Regions from separate parts of the Mus musculus genome. Here regions 1, 2 and 4 are each linked to region 3. Evidence: chromatin contacts called from public promoter capture Hi-C data. All regions are on one chromosome and are shown on one strand. The core of a region is the stretch at or near the end of the contact, and the rest is flanking DNA. Distances in the headings are between cores, read along the strand shown.

Region 1 (2,700 bases), core at 17-2,516, 1.1 Mb before region 3:
CCTCTCTTTGCAGTGATGGCCGACTAGGCCATCTTTTGATACATATGCAGCTAAAGACAAGAGCTCCCGGGTACTGGTTAGTTCATATTGTTGTTCCACCTATAGGGTTGCAGTTCCCTTTAGCTCCTTGGGTAATTTCTCTAGCTCCTCCACTGGGGGCCGTGTGACCCATCCAATAGCTGACTGTGATCATCCACTTCTGTGTTTACTAGGCCCCACATTGTGCCCGTGTTCCTAACGCTTGCCTCATACCCTCTGCCAGGGAGACTGAATCTCACCCAGTGTCCTACAGAGAGCTCAGCACTTCTCTGCTGTCCACCCTGACTCAGGCCGTAGCTGTGCCATGGATGAAATATGCTCCCCCCCCCCTCGCCTGGGCTATGTGTTTCTAACACAGAGTCACTCACTGTGTTTGAGAGAACATGGCTTAAAATATCCTCAGGAGGCCAAAAGTAAGGCTACTTTAAAATATTTTATTTTATATTATATTATATTTATTTTATTTTATATTATATTTATTTTATTATATCAATTTATCTTAATAATTTTTAAAATTTAAATTTCGATTAAAATTTTAAAAATATTAAATTAAAATTTTAATTATTTTAATAAATTAAATTATTTTAATAAATTAAATTAAATTATATTAATTTATTTTAAAAACATATTACTTTGGATTCAGCCCAGCCATAGAGCAATTAGAAAGGTTTTTGTGGTTATTGTTGTTTTTGTTGTTGTTTTCTTAGTAACAGTAGTAACAGTTCCACAAAGAGAAACCCCTCAGTTTCATGCTGACAGCTTGTCTCCTCTCAGCAGGAGAAACTGGTTATACTAGTTTTGAAAAAGAAAGGGCATAAGTCTACCCTAACCTTCACCAGTTAACCTTAGCTTAGAAATAAGTCTCTTCATAGCCCCAAGCGAAGTAACATGGTTATTTATGTAACGATATTACTTACACTTGATACAAGTTTACTGCTATCTAGGGTTAGAATCAAAGGCATTTCTTAGACTGGGGAACTGCTATTCAGGCACAAATGGTTGTGGGCTGCAGTGTGCCACTCCTGTCCCTAGCTGAATCCTATTTAAACACACCCTCCAGACTGAAACTGAATGTACTACTCAGTCATTGGTTCAGTTAAGTAAGAAAACCAGCATTGGGGCAATTCATAGTTTAAATAAGTCATCGAGAATAAAATATCATCAAGCTGAAAATATTCACTCACCTGATGTTGTCACAGCAGCTGTGCTCTCGGTCATACTGGGAGTGTCTGTCAGCCTTAGGAAGGCCTTGCCTACCTCCTGGTATCTCTCAGGCCCACCTTCCCGGGGCCTCTATCCGTTGACACACATTGGCTAGCATTTAAATGATGCAACATTATTTAGTGTCTGTTAATAAAGATAACTAGAGGTCTGCATAACTGCGAGGACCAGAGTGGAATTAAAATCTTTGTTCCAAAGAATTGCCTGCTGTGTTAAATTTACTTCATGTAAACGAAGTGAGCACCACAAGGCAGCACCAAGGACCACTCAACTGGACATAGAGACTGCAGAGGTCAGGGCAGGCGCTGGACTTGGAGAGTAGGAGTGTTTCTAATGCGGGGGTCCCTATGATCCCTTAAGAAAGTGGCTTCTTGTGTACGAACTGCATGCATTGAAAACTTTACACAATGTTTGCGAACTCTGAGGTTTGAAAGGCTGTCAAGCTCGTGACAGCTCAAAGAGTAATGAAAGAAACGTGAGTCGGGAGAAATCTTCCAGGAAAGTGGAATTCGAACTGAACTGCAGTGTCCGTGTGGCTATAAAAGCAGTTACGTGCTTTACAATGCTTTAAAATGCTCTGTTGCTCAGTGACCGTGAGGCAATCCCCAAATAACAAAAGTAAACGCTAGAAAACAAGACCAGGCAAACCCCAGTCACCCTGAAAGCATAAAGGGAGTGTGTGTAGCGCTGAGCAGAAGCAGGAAGCCCGACCACAGCGGAGACAAACTCCAGGCAGATACCGGCTTGGGCTCAGGACATAGGAGAAGAGTAGCTTTGATTCGAAAGTCTTTGGAAATCAGCCCTTATTAAGCTGCGGAGCGGGAGCTGACCACCAGCTAATAGAGAATTGCGGTTCTTTCTGGTGTCCTTGATGCGTCCTCCCCTCCCCCCCCGCCCCCGAATTTAAAGAAATGCAAAAGCTGGTGGCTTCTCAGGTTGAAAATTCGAGTGTGTGGAAATGGAGACACGTGGCGACCTCTAGTGGCTGTTCTGCATAATAGAAACGAAATGTGGAAACAAAACAAAACAAGAAAACACAACTGGAGAAAACATCAAGTCTTTCCCTTCCTCTTCGTTGTCCAGGAGTATCATCAGGTCGTATCTATGACTTACATCCCACAAATGTGTCAGGCAAGCACAACTGTGTTTTGAGAATTTTGAGCCAGCGTCTGAAGATTAAACAATTGTGTTTGAGACATGCAATCTGACAGAGATCTCATCAGGTTGGTTCTGTATGTGCTTGGCTACTTTTCTCTAAGTAGTATTGGGCCAGTCACTGCAGCGCCATGCAGAAACACAAGCTACGATGTTGGAGAGGAGGAAAATAGTTTGGATCCTTGAGCTCTGTCCGACGTCTATCGTCCTTGTTTTAGCCGTTCATTTCTGCCTACGAGTATCTGCCAGCTACCTCTGCTTCAGATGATTGCTACAGGTGATTCC
Region 2 (2,832 bases), core at 80-2,579, 1.2 Mb after region 3:
TTATTCATGCTCTTTAGTATGAAAATAAATAGAAAAACTTGCATTTTGATTTTTTTTATAGTGTGACATTTCTTCAGTGAGGTGATGACATTTGCTGTGAAAACTGAACAAGACCTCACCTCTTCAGAACCTCCTCGCTCCCTCAGCCGCCTCTCTGTCCCCTTTCCCAGGGGCTCTGCTAAACCTACTTCTTCCTTTTCCTTTTGAAAAATTAAGTTCATTACGAGCGTAGGCTCATTTTACCACTGTCATTTTGTATTTTTTAGATGGAAAAAAAAAAAACCAAACCTATGGTAAATTGAGTAAAAAGACAGGTTACATCTCAATGCTCAAGGGCAACTCCAGAACTGATTTTTGTGGTTCTAAGGTGACTGCCTCACCAATGACACAGTTTTCATTAGCATCCTTTAACTTTCTTCCACATGAAAGGTAAGTTCAGGGTGTGCTTTCCCTTGTCAGACTTAAGGACAGAGTTATAAGGCATTTGGAGTAAACCTTCTTTGATTATCATTATAAAGAGATGAGTATCACACACACACACACACACACACACACACAGAGAGAGAGAGAGAGAGAGAGAGAGAGAGAGAGAGGGAGAGAGAGAAAGAGAGAGAGAGAGAGAGAGAGAGAGATAGATGAATGCTCCTCGCAGGCCCCGTGCATGAGGGATCAAACTTCCAGAAAGCGGTGAGAAGCGCAATAATGAAAAGCACAGACACTGATCATTCTGACCCTCTGCCAAGACAGAGTCTGGGAGAGATAACTTGCCATAAATAGCATGTTGACCTTATGGCAGCTATCATGAATATCTAGAAAATTACTAGTCAGGACTAACAATATTTAAAATCAAGTTTTGTAATTAGCAAGAGTGTTGTAAAACAAGGAGAAGGTATTTTTGAGAATACAAAACAATGTTGAATTCAAACTTAAAAAAAATTGTACATAAAATAGAGAGCAGGCAGGGAGTGCGTTGTCTCTTTCTAGTTCCTGAACAACACTGAAAATGCTAACAGGAGGCGAGCAGGCAGCCTTCGCAGCACGATCAACAGCACACAGAACAGAATTCAAGCAGAAAAACAATCAGAAGAGCAGAAGGCTCAGAGGTCTATAAATGGATGGATCACTGAGAAATACGGCAGGCAGAAAAAAATGCACCAGATGCAACGGCTTCAACATGTAGAGAATCAACAGGACAATGAAGACAAAGTGATTGAAATGAATTTTCTCTCAGAAACTTACAGATACAGTAAAAGAAAAATTACATGGCTAACACATACCCGGCTGAAGGGAATAACAGACTCAAGCAAGCTGGTGACTGGATCCCAAAAGCTATGTCTGCCAACTGTTCAGCAAATTAATGTACAACATGGATTAATTTCTAAAACGTACAAGACTGTTTTTATAAAAGTTGGCTGTACTAGCTACACTGGAAATTTCATGAGCTTATATCATGCACGGTGTATCATCTGAGCCAAGGTTCCCTCCTCAAACCCTCATTTCCACTGAATGAAAGCAGCAGAGAGCAAGCACACACAAAAACCATTCGTCTGCAAATGCATAAACAAATCTCTAATTTATTCATTGCTTCAAAGTGAAGCCTTTTATGGACTCTTGACATATTTGGGGTTTTAAAGATGCCCAAACATCACATCCCTGAGAAGCAAGCGTCCTCAGGTCAGAAGGAAGCTTCCCACAGGAGTGTTGTGAAAACAGGGAGCAGCCGTTCCGAGCGAGCGAGGAAGGCACTTCCAACTCAGGGTGACAGAAAGAAATAACGAAACAGACACAATGAAATTAGACCAAAGACAGAGCAGAAGAGAACACATCAAGGGTAAACTGAAAGATAATAAAATAGAAGGAGGTGGGGGGCATCTCACAAAACAAACAGCTACTTATATAAAAGACAGAGAAGTCGCTTCGAACCTTATCAAGAATGAGGCAGGAGCACAAAAGCAGATGCAGCTGTGCACAGCAGCCGCACAGCCCTAATTACAGCAACAGCCATAGTCTTTCATGTACAGATGCTGATCGCAACGCTTGGCATATAATTATCTGATTTAAACCTCCCAATGTTTTCTATAAAATTGTAGGGCAGGAAAAGAAAGATTACAGGTTAACCCTATGATTTAGATGAAAATGTACACATACATACAAACACACACACACACACACACACACACACACACAGAGAGAGAGAGAGAGAGAGAGAGAGAGAGAGAGAGAACAAATCAAAGCTACACCATGTAAGTAGGTTTTACCCCAGAATTGAGGGATATAGTCCAATTTTAGAAAATTTAGTAATTTTATTATCATCTTAGCAAACTTTATGATCACCTCAGAAAAAATTAGAAAATTATTTTAAAATGTTAAAAGCCCATAATGTCTAAGAAACGTAGAAACTGAGGAAACTTTTTGTTGGCAATATGTACCTATTAAAAACACATGGGAAAACCCCCTTCACGTTTTGCAGTACACTGGAGAATAACATTGGAATTTGGTGCAATCCTCACTGAAGACCCAGTGACAATTTTAAAATCCCTACTAAACAGCAATATGCAAGAAAAGCATTTGGAACAAAGAGGGGCACCACATACAACTGAATCCATGAAGAGGGCTGTGGCACCAACTCCAGGACAGGCAAAAAAGTCAGTCACCCAGAACACCATGCTTGTGTGTGTGTGGGCGGGGGGAGCACCAGAAAGCACACCCGAGAATAAGAGGTACCGCAGTTTGGGGAAAGACTTGGGAACAGTGGATTTAATCACAGATTTTAAAGATTATTTCTTAACATTGGTGTCTTGCACACACATGTAAGATACATTGCATACACTA
Region 3 (2,992 bases), core at 70-2,569:
CCAAGGGACCAGAGAGCAACCAACTATGTCAAATGCTGCTTTTAAGGAAAATAAGATGAGATCCAAGAATTGACCAGTAAGTGCTCAAATAGTTTAATGAAGAAAGAAATTTAATTAGCAGGAATATTCTTATGTATAATTTATAAATGGCATTTTATGGGTTTATGGGATTTGTTGCATTTCCTTTGAATAATTAAATATGTAATGCAGATATAATACTTAAATAATTAATAAGAATTTTAAGTGGAGTGCTAAGCATGTAAAGGTACAGGAATAATTGGAGAGTGTCATTAATTTGTAGTGGCCTTTGGTATTTCTTTATATTGCGGGCAATGATTTTTTTCTTTTTTTGGTTTGTGGGGCATTTACTCCTAGAATAGTTCTTCTCTAAACATAACTCAACATTATGATAAGTGTTCAAGATTCCATGCCAACTTCCAGAAACTGACCAAGAAAAAAAGTTGATTGTTTCAAGAAGGTGTTTTTGGTGTCTGAACAGATCAGTAAGATGTGAGTTCCTTTGTGTGTGTGTGTGTATTTTTGTTTTGTGGGTTTTTTTGGGGGGGTGGGTGGGAATAGGGGCAAAACTGTTATCTAAAAGATTGCACCCAAATTTACAGTACTAAAAGGGTATTTCCCAGTCCAAAGCCAGTCTGGTCTGTAGAGAGAGATCTCATTTCCAGGCAAACAAGAAAGCAAGGAAGTTCAGTTGTAAAGTTCTTGTCCAGCATGCATAAGGCCATGGGTTCGATGATTCCCAGAACCTTATAAATAAAAATATGTGCAGCCCTGTAATCCCAGCACTGAGGATGTGGAGGCTGGAGGAAGAGAAGTTCAAGGCCTTTTCCCCTTCAAAGCGTGTTCGAGGTCATCCTGGGCTACGAGACCTTTTAACAAACATACAAATGGTTTCTGTCATTTGCCGCAGGAAGGGTACATACTGGAAATAAATGTATCTACCTAGTAGTTAACAGGTCAGCCAATTTGAGGCTCATGCTACATGAAGGGCCGGTAAATCACTGAGTCAGTGATTGCAGGGCCTTTAAAAATGCGTTTTTAGGACGACTGAGTGGGCTCGATGGTCGTGTTCGAGAACTTTTCAGAAAATAACACAGGCTTTGGAATTTGACTGGCAGCTAGGCAGGGACTAGAGTCAGAGGAAGGCGCGGGCCGGTAATTTGGAGAGGATCCCTAAGCGGCAGCGGGCGCGCGCGGTGCGCGTGTGAGCGAGGGCAAGCGGCAGGCGGGTTGTGCGCCGGGTATTGGCAGGCGGGCTGTGGAGGCTGGGCGGTTCCGACTGCCTGACGCCAGCGCGACCAGATCAATCCAGGCTCGGGGAGCGAGCGGGCGCACCAAGGCGAGGCCGGGGCCGAGGCGCGGGGACGGCGGCCCGGAGCTAAGCAGAGCGCGGGGACGGCGGCCGGGAGCGGATCGGAGCACGGGACCCGGCGCCGGGTCTCGTGCGTCCCTGCGGATGGGCGCGCCGCCGAGCCGGTAAAGCCGAGCGTACCCGAGCCGACTCGAGACAGACTTGTCCTGTGCCGCGCGGGGCGCACCGGGACAGGGACCAGCTCCAGGGGGGGATCCTGGGCGGGCTCCGGGGGGCATCCCGGGCGGGCTCCGGGGGAGGATCGGGGACAGGCTCCGAGGGGATTCTGGGCGGGCTCTGGGGTCGATCTGGGACGGGCTCCGGGGAGGATCCGGGAGGACTCGGGGGACCCGCGCTGAAGGAAATCTGGGACGAGCTCCGGGACGCAGTCCCCCCCCCCCCCCATGATGGCGCCTCGCGGCCGCGAACCTGCCGCCAGACCTCCCTGCCTCCCCGCGTCTTTGTCGGGCGTGTCCAGTTCTCCGGGGACCCCCGTTCCGCATCGGGCCGCAGCCCCATTGTGTCCCCGCCCCGGCCTGCGGACCCTCGCGGGGACAGCGCTGCGCTCAGCTCGGGTCTCCCTGGATGGACGCGCGCACCCCTGTGGGTCCCCACACAGCCTGATTTGGGGATCGGGGTTAAGGAAAGTTCGTAGCGTAGTTCCCTCTGATTTATTCAAAGGTCTGGCGGCCTCGCGTCTCCCCCCCCCCCCCCCCGCCCCCTTCCGCCTACACCCCCTGCGTCGCCCAGTGTCGCCTCATTCCTTTCCCTTTACCGGATTCGATTGCCTCACTGCGCGTTCCGAGCGCCGAGAACAACTGTTCTCGTCCAGACCGTCTTTGTTAGTGTTTCTGTCGCGGGGTGGGGGCGGTGGGCGTGAGAGCGCGGGCCTGTGCAGCCGCTTTGCGGACTGCGTGCGAAGGCTGCGGGGCCAGCGTCTCCCCGAGGTGCTCGGAGGAGCCAGGAGGGACCATCACCGGCTACATCCAGACAGTATGGTAGTCGCGGCTTTTGTTTATTCGGAGGCACATGTAGTTTTTCTAAATGCACGGTACAAAGTAATCCAGCCAAGAGCTTTCCATCTGAAAATCGCCGCCTATGCCACAGCCATCTAAGAGAGCATCGTTGTAGAATGCTTGTTGTCAACCCCTGGCCTCTTCCCCCTCTCTTGGGTTCCTGGGTGACATCTGAAGTTTTCAAAGCACGGACTGAAAGGAGTTGCTTGGTTTATGTAATGCCTTCCTGTTTTTGGAGCAGATTCACAGCATGCCCTTCACAGCATCAATCTCTCTCTAAGGGCCTGTGGTGGATAATGTGCCCACACCTCAGCACAATGAGAAAACTGTTCCCTGGCCAGGTTCATTTTTCATCGTGTTTATAATTACCACTGTAAGTTGTACCGGAAGCTGATGAGCTGTGCTGGAACAATTCACAAAGAGTCAAGGCAGAGGCAGTGTCCACTGCCTGGGTGTTTTCAATTGGTGCGCCTATGTTTTGCACCAGCGTTACTGTGATGTAGGTGCCAGGCCTAAATAGACTGGACTGGCTTTTGGGTTCGCCCTCTCCATCTCTGCTTTCCTCGTTTTCAGTTAGATGATATTTCTCTGAAGGTGGAGTGCCATC
Region 4 (2,741 bases), core at 145-2,644, 1.9 Mb after region 3:
CGCTGAGTTGGAGACGTTAAGCATTCCCGCGAAGGCAGCTGATTAGACAAGGAGAGAGAGCACCCGGCGTGCGAGCCCTTGCACAGCGAAGCACCCTTCCTTCGGTACACAGATAAAATGAGTCAATCATTTCCACCCGCCCCGACTTTTAAGTCGTCTGATCTCGGGGACCGAGGCCTGCTATTACAAACCCACCATCCCGTTCGGTCAGGCGTCCACTTCGGGGACCAGCCTGAGTCACCTGGACCTTGTGAGCCGAGATCGGGGAGGTGCAGGCGTCCGGGGGTGGAGGGCACAGACTACGTTCTCCATCGCCGCTGCCTCGGAAGGAAGAGGAGGGGCGACTGCGCGTGGGGAAGAGAAGGAAGAGGCGTTCGGGGAAGGGCAGGGAGGAGGAGAGCCGAAGGCGCCCGGGCGGGAGAGCAGGGGCGTGCGGGCGGGGGCGGGGCGGGGCGGGCGCGCCCGAGGCGGGGCGGGGCCGGGCGGCGGCCTCTGCTGCTGCCGGGGGCTGCCGGGATTGGGGAGCTGCGCCGCGTACTCTCCAGGGTCGCTGGGCTGGGCTGGACATGACCGTGCTGCGCTCGCCGCGCGCTCAGCCCTGCTAGCCGCTCGCTGCCGCCGCCTGGGAGCCCAGCTCGGCCTGCGCCCGCGCGCACCGCCGCAGTCATGGGGCTGCAGCCCCTGGAGTTTAGCGACTGCTACCTCGACAGCCCGTGGTTCCGGGAGAGGATCCGCGCGCACGAAGCGGAGCTCGAGAGGACCAACAAGTTCATCAAAGAGCTCATCAAAGACGGCAAGAACCTCATCTCTGCCACCAAAAGTAAGCGGGGTCCTGTTCGCGTTCGGGCTGCGGCGTGGCGAGGAAGGCGGGAGGATCGTCTTCCCCGGCCAAGTGGGATGGCTCAGTGCTCCTAAGACCGGGCTGGAGGAATAGGCGATTCCTTAGGGGATAAGATAAGCTCCAGGGCATTCCTCTCCCAGGAGGTTCGGGCGCGTTCCTTTCCCCGATCCTGGCCCTCGGTGGCGCGGGAGCGAGGAGCTGTGCGTGGGAGCTGCCCCGGGGCTCCCGCCTGGCCCAGCTGAGCACGCTTTGGCGCCGGCCGGAGCGAATGGAGGCTCTGCTCCGGAGTCAGGTTTTACTGCGCCCTAACGCTGCTTCCAGTCTCCCGCAAAATAGAGACATCAATCAGTTTGATAGTTTTGTCTCCTAACATTTCCAAGTAATTTTTTTTGGAAATGCTTTGGGACTCTGCCTGTAGTTGATATCGTCAAAAGTCCTTTAAGTTACACCTCTTATGTATCCCCTTTCTGCCTTGCGCGACAGCACCGACCTACGTCCCTCGTGAGCTAAACCAGAAAGTCTACCTGGCTTTGTGCTGCCTTCTGCACATTCCTCTGTCTTGTGCTGAGGCGGGTTCAAAGATTAGGGGTTGAAAGGGTCAGTGGGCAGACTGCTCCAGGTTCTGGCCTGCGAGAAGTGCCTGTGAGTAGGAAATTCTACTCTTCATGCTCGAAGCTGGCCACCTCAGTTCCATCTGTATTCAAACAAGCAAGCTAACACACCCTCAAGCCACCTCTGAAGACAACAGAAAGAGAGGTGTATCGAAGCTGTAGTGAGTCTTAGGAGTAGAGGCTGGTTGAAATTTGTGCAGAAACGGTTGTAATGTTCTATAAATGGGCGTTCTCCAGGACCAGGTGCTGGCATCCAGGCCACCCTGGAACCCTGAATTCATTCCTTGAGTTATTGCGAACACCCCTTTCCCTCCTTAAAAGGCCTGATAGTGCAGGAGCCAAGCATAGGTGCTCTACCTATCCTCTTGGGTTGGTTAGGTTCCCTGGCTCAATACTCTCCATCTCTGGGCGTTTATTCCATTTGTTTGTAGACAGCACCCCTGGAAAAAACACCCCAGGTACATTTTCACCCCACCGTTTTGTGTCCAGGAAGATTAAAACGTACTGAGTGTACATTCTCATCCACCCAATCAAGTGCCTGGCCTAGTTAATATTCACTTAATGAATGAGTTGAAATATTTTTTTTAATGGGAAGAATTTAGTGGAGCCATCCCTGTAATTTGGGAAGCAAGTCGCTCAACTTCTCTGGACCATCTCCAAGGTTCCTTTGGTTCTGTGACCTCTTCCGTATTTCAAAGTTGGGACTGGAAATCACTTTTTTGATGAGTGGGTTATTTGCTTGGTGGCTGTGCAGGCCTTTGGCTTTGAGGTTTTCTGTTCTAGGTGGGAAACAGAGGGAGAGTCAGTAAATGTGGAGAAATGACCAGAGGCAGGGAGGTGTGCGGACATCCATGGACTGGGAAGTGGATGTGTAGGATTCCATGGCCAGTGTTCAGCATCAGTAGATGAGGACATACGTGTACCTATTCTTTAAAAACTGTGTGTGTGCTTTTGAGCCATTGTACGCGTGGGAGGTCAGAGGACAGCTTCGGAGCTGGACCTTCCTTTCCGTGTCTATGTGGGCTCTGGGGTTCGGGTGTCAGGCATCTCCCAGTCTGGTCTGTTGGCTAGTAGCTTCCTTTGAAGCTAGGGAGATTAGGAGAGGGGCAGATGGCAGTCAGTTTGGCCATAGGTAGAAAGCTATTTCTGTGACTGCATGTTAGCTGCTCCACTGGCAGGAAGCATGCCTCACGTCCCTGAGGCAGCCAGTGTGTGTGTGTGTGTGTGTGGGGGGGGGGGGGGGGGCTAGTTTTCCTCCTCCTCAGAAGGTAGACCTTCTGGAATTTGTG

Evidence for each region. Promoter capture Hi-C pulls out the DNA fragments that hold promoters and counts their contacts. Capture Hi-C pulls out chosen DNA fragments and counts their contacts.
Region 1: a promoter capture Hi-C map of embryonic stem cells shows a contact between it and region 3, with 2.1 times the contacts expected there. The contact joins the promoter of Gypa here to the promoter of Smad1 in region 3. A contact is called at or near these places in 2 of 39 promoter capture datasets (embryonic stem cells and hippocampal neurons).
Region 2: a promoter capture Hi-C map of hippocampal neurons shows a contact between it and region 3, with 4 times the contacts expected there. The contact joins the enhancer-like site here to the promoter of Smad1 in region 3. A contact is called at or near these places in 2 of 39 promoter capture datasets (frontonasal cranial neural crest and hippocampal neurons) and 4 of 115 datasets of contacts at active chromatin or transcription factors (astrocytes, embryonic stem cells and neural tube).
Region 4: a promoter capture Hi-C map of adipose tissue shows a contact between it and region 3, with 3 times the contacts expected there. The contact joins the promoter of 0610038B21Rik here to the promoter of Smad1 in region 3. A contact is called at or near these places in 3 of 39 promoter capture datasets (the 3T3-L1 cell line, liver and pre-B cells) and 1 of 9 other capture datasets (adipose tissue).

What each region holds. Positions count from the first base shown.
Region 1 is chr8:80,492,611-80,495,310 of GRCm38.p6, reverse strand. Gypa (glycophorin A) reads right to left here and starts at 1,266. Exons shown (of 8, transcript NM_010369.3): 1 at 1,224-1,266. The coding sequence starts at 1,257. RefSeq lists a cis regulatory region at 1,362-1,544.
Region 2 is chr8:78,232,223-78,235,054 of GRCm38.p6, reverse strand. The region is part of intron 5 of Ttc29 (tetratricopeptide repeat domain 29); the gene reads right to left. Among named protein-coding and RNA genes, the nearest start is that of Ttc29, 20 kb to the right of the region's middle. Within about 2 kb of position 1,329, at least 7 of the 459 cell types and tissues checked have an H3K27ac peak or open chromatin away from gene starts, as enhancers often do. A contact at or near this core is called in hippocampal neurons, where this site is marked.
Region 3 is chr8:79,397,755-79,400,746 of GRCm38.p6, reverse strand. It overlaps Smad1 (SMAD family member 1), which reads left to right and starts at 1,319. Exons shown (of 7, transcript NM_008539.4): 1 at 1,319-1,494. It overlaps Gm51578 (a long non-coding RNA gene), which reads left to right. Exons shown (of 3, transcript XR_003947567.1): 3 at 1-37.
Region 4 is chr8:77,515,709-77,518,449 of GRCm38.p6, reverse strand. 0610038B21Rik (RIKEN cDNA 0610038B21 gene) reads right to left here and starts at 1,394. Exons shown (of 1, transcript NR_028125.1): 1 at 1-1,394. It overlaps Arhgap10 (Rho GTPase activating protein 10), which reads left to right and starts at 543. Exons shown (of 23, transcript NM_030113.2): 1 at 543-820. The coding sequence starts at 667.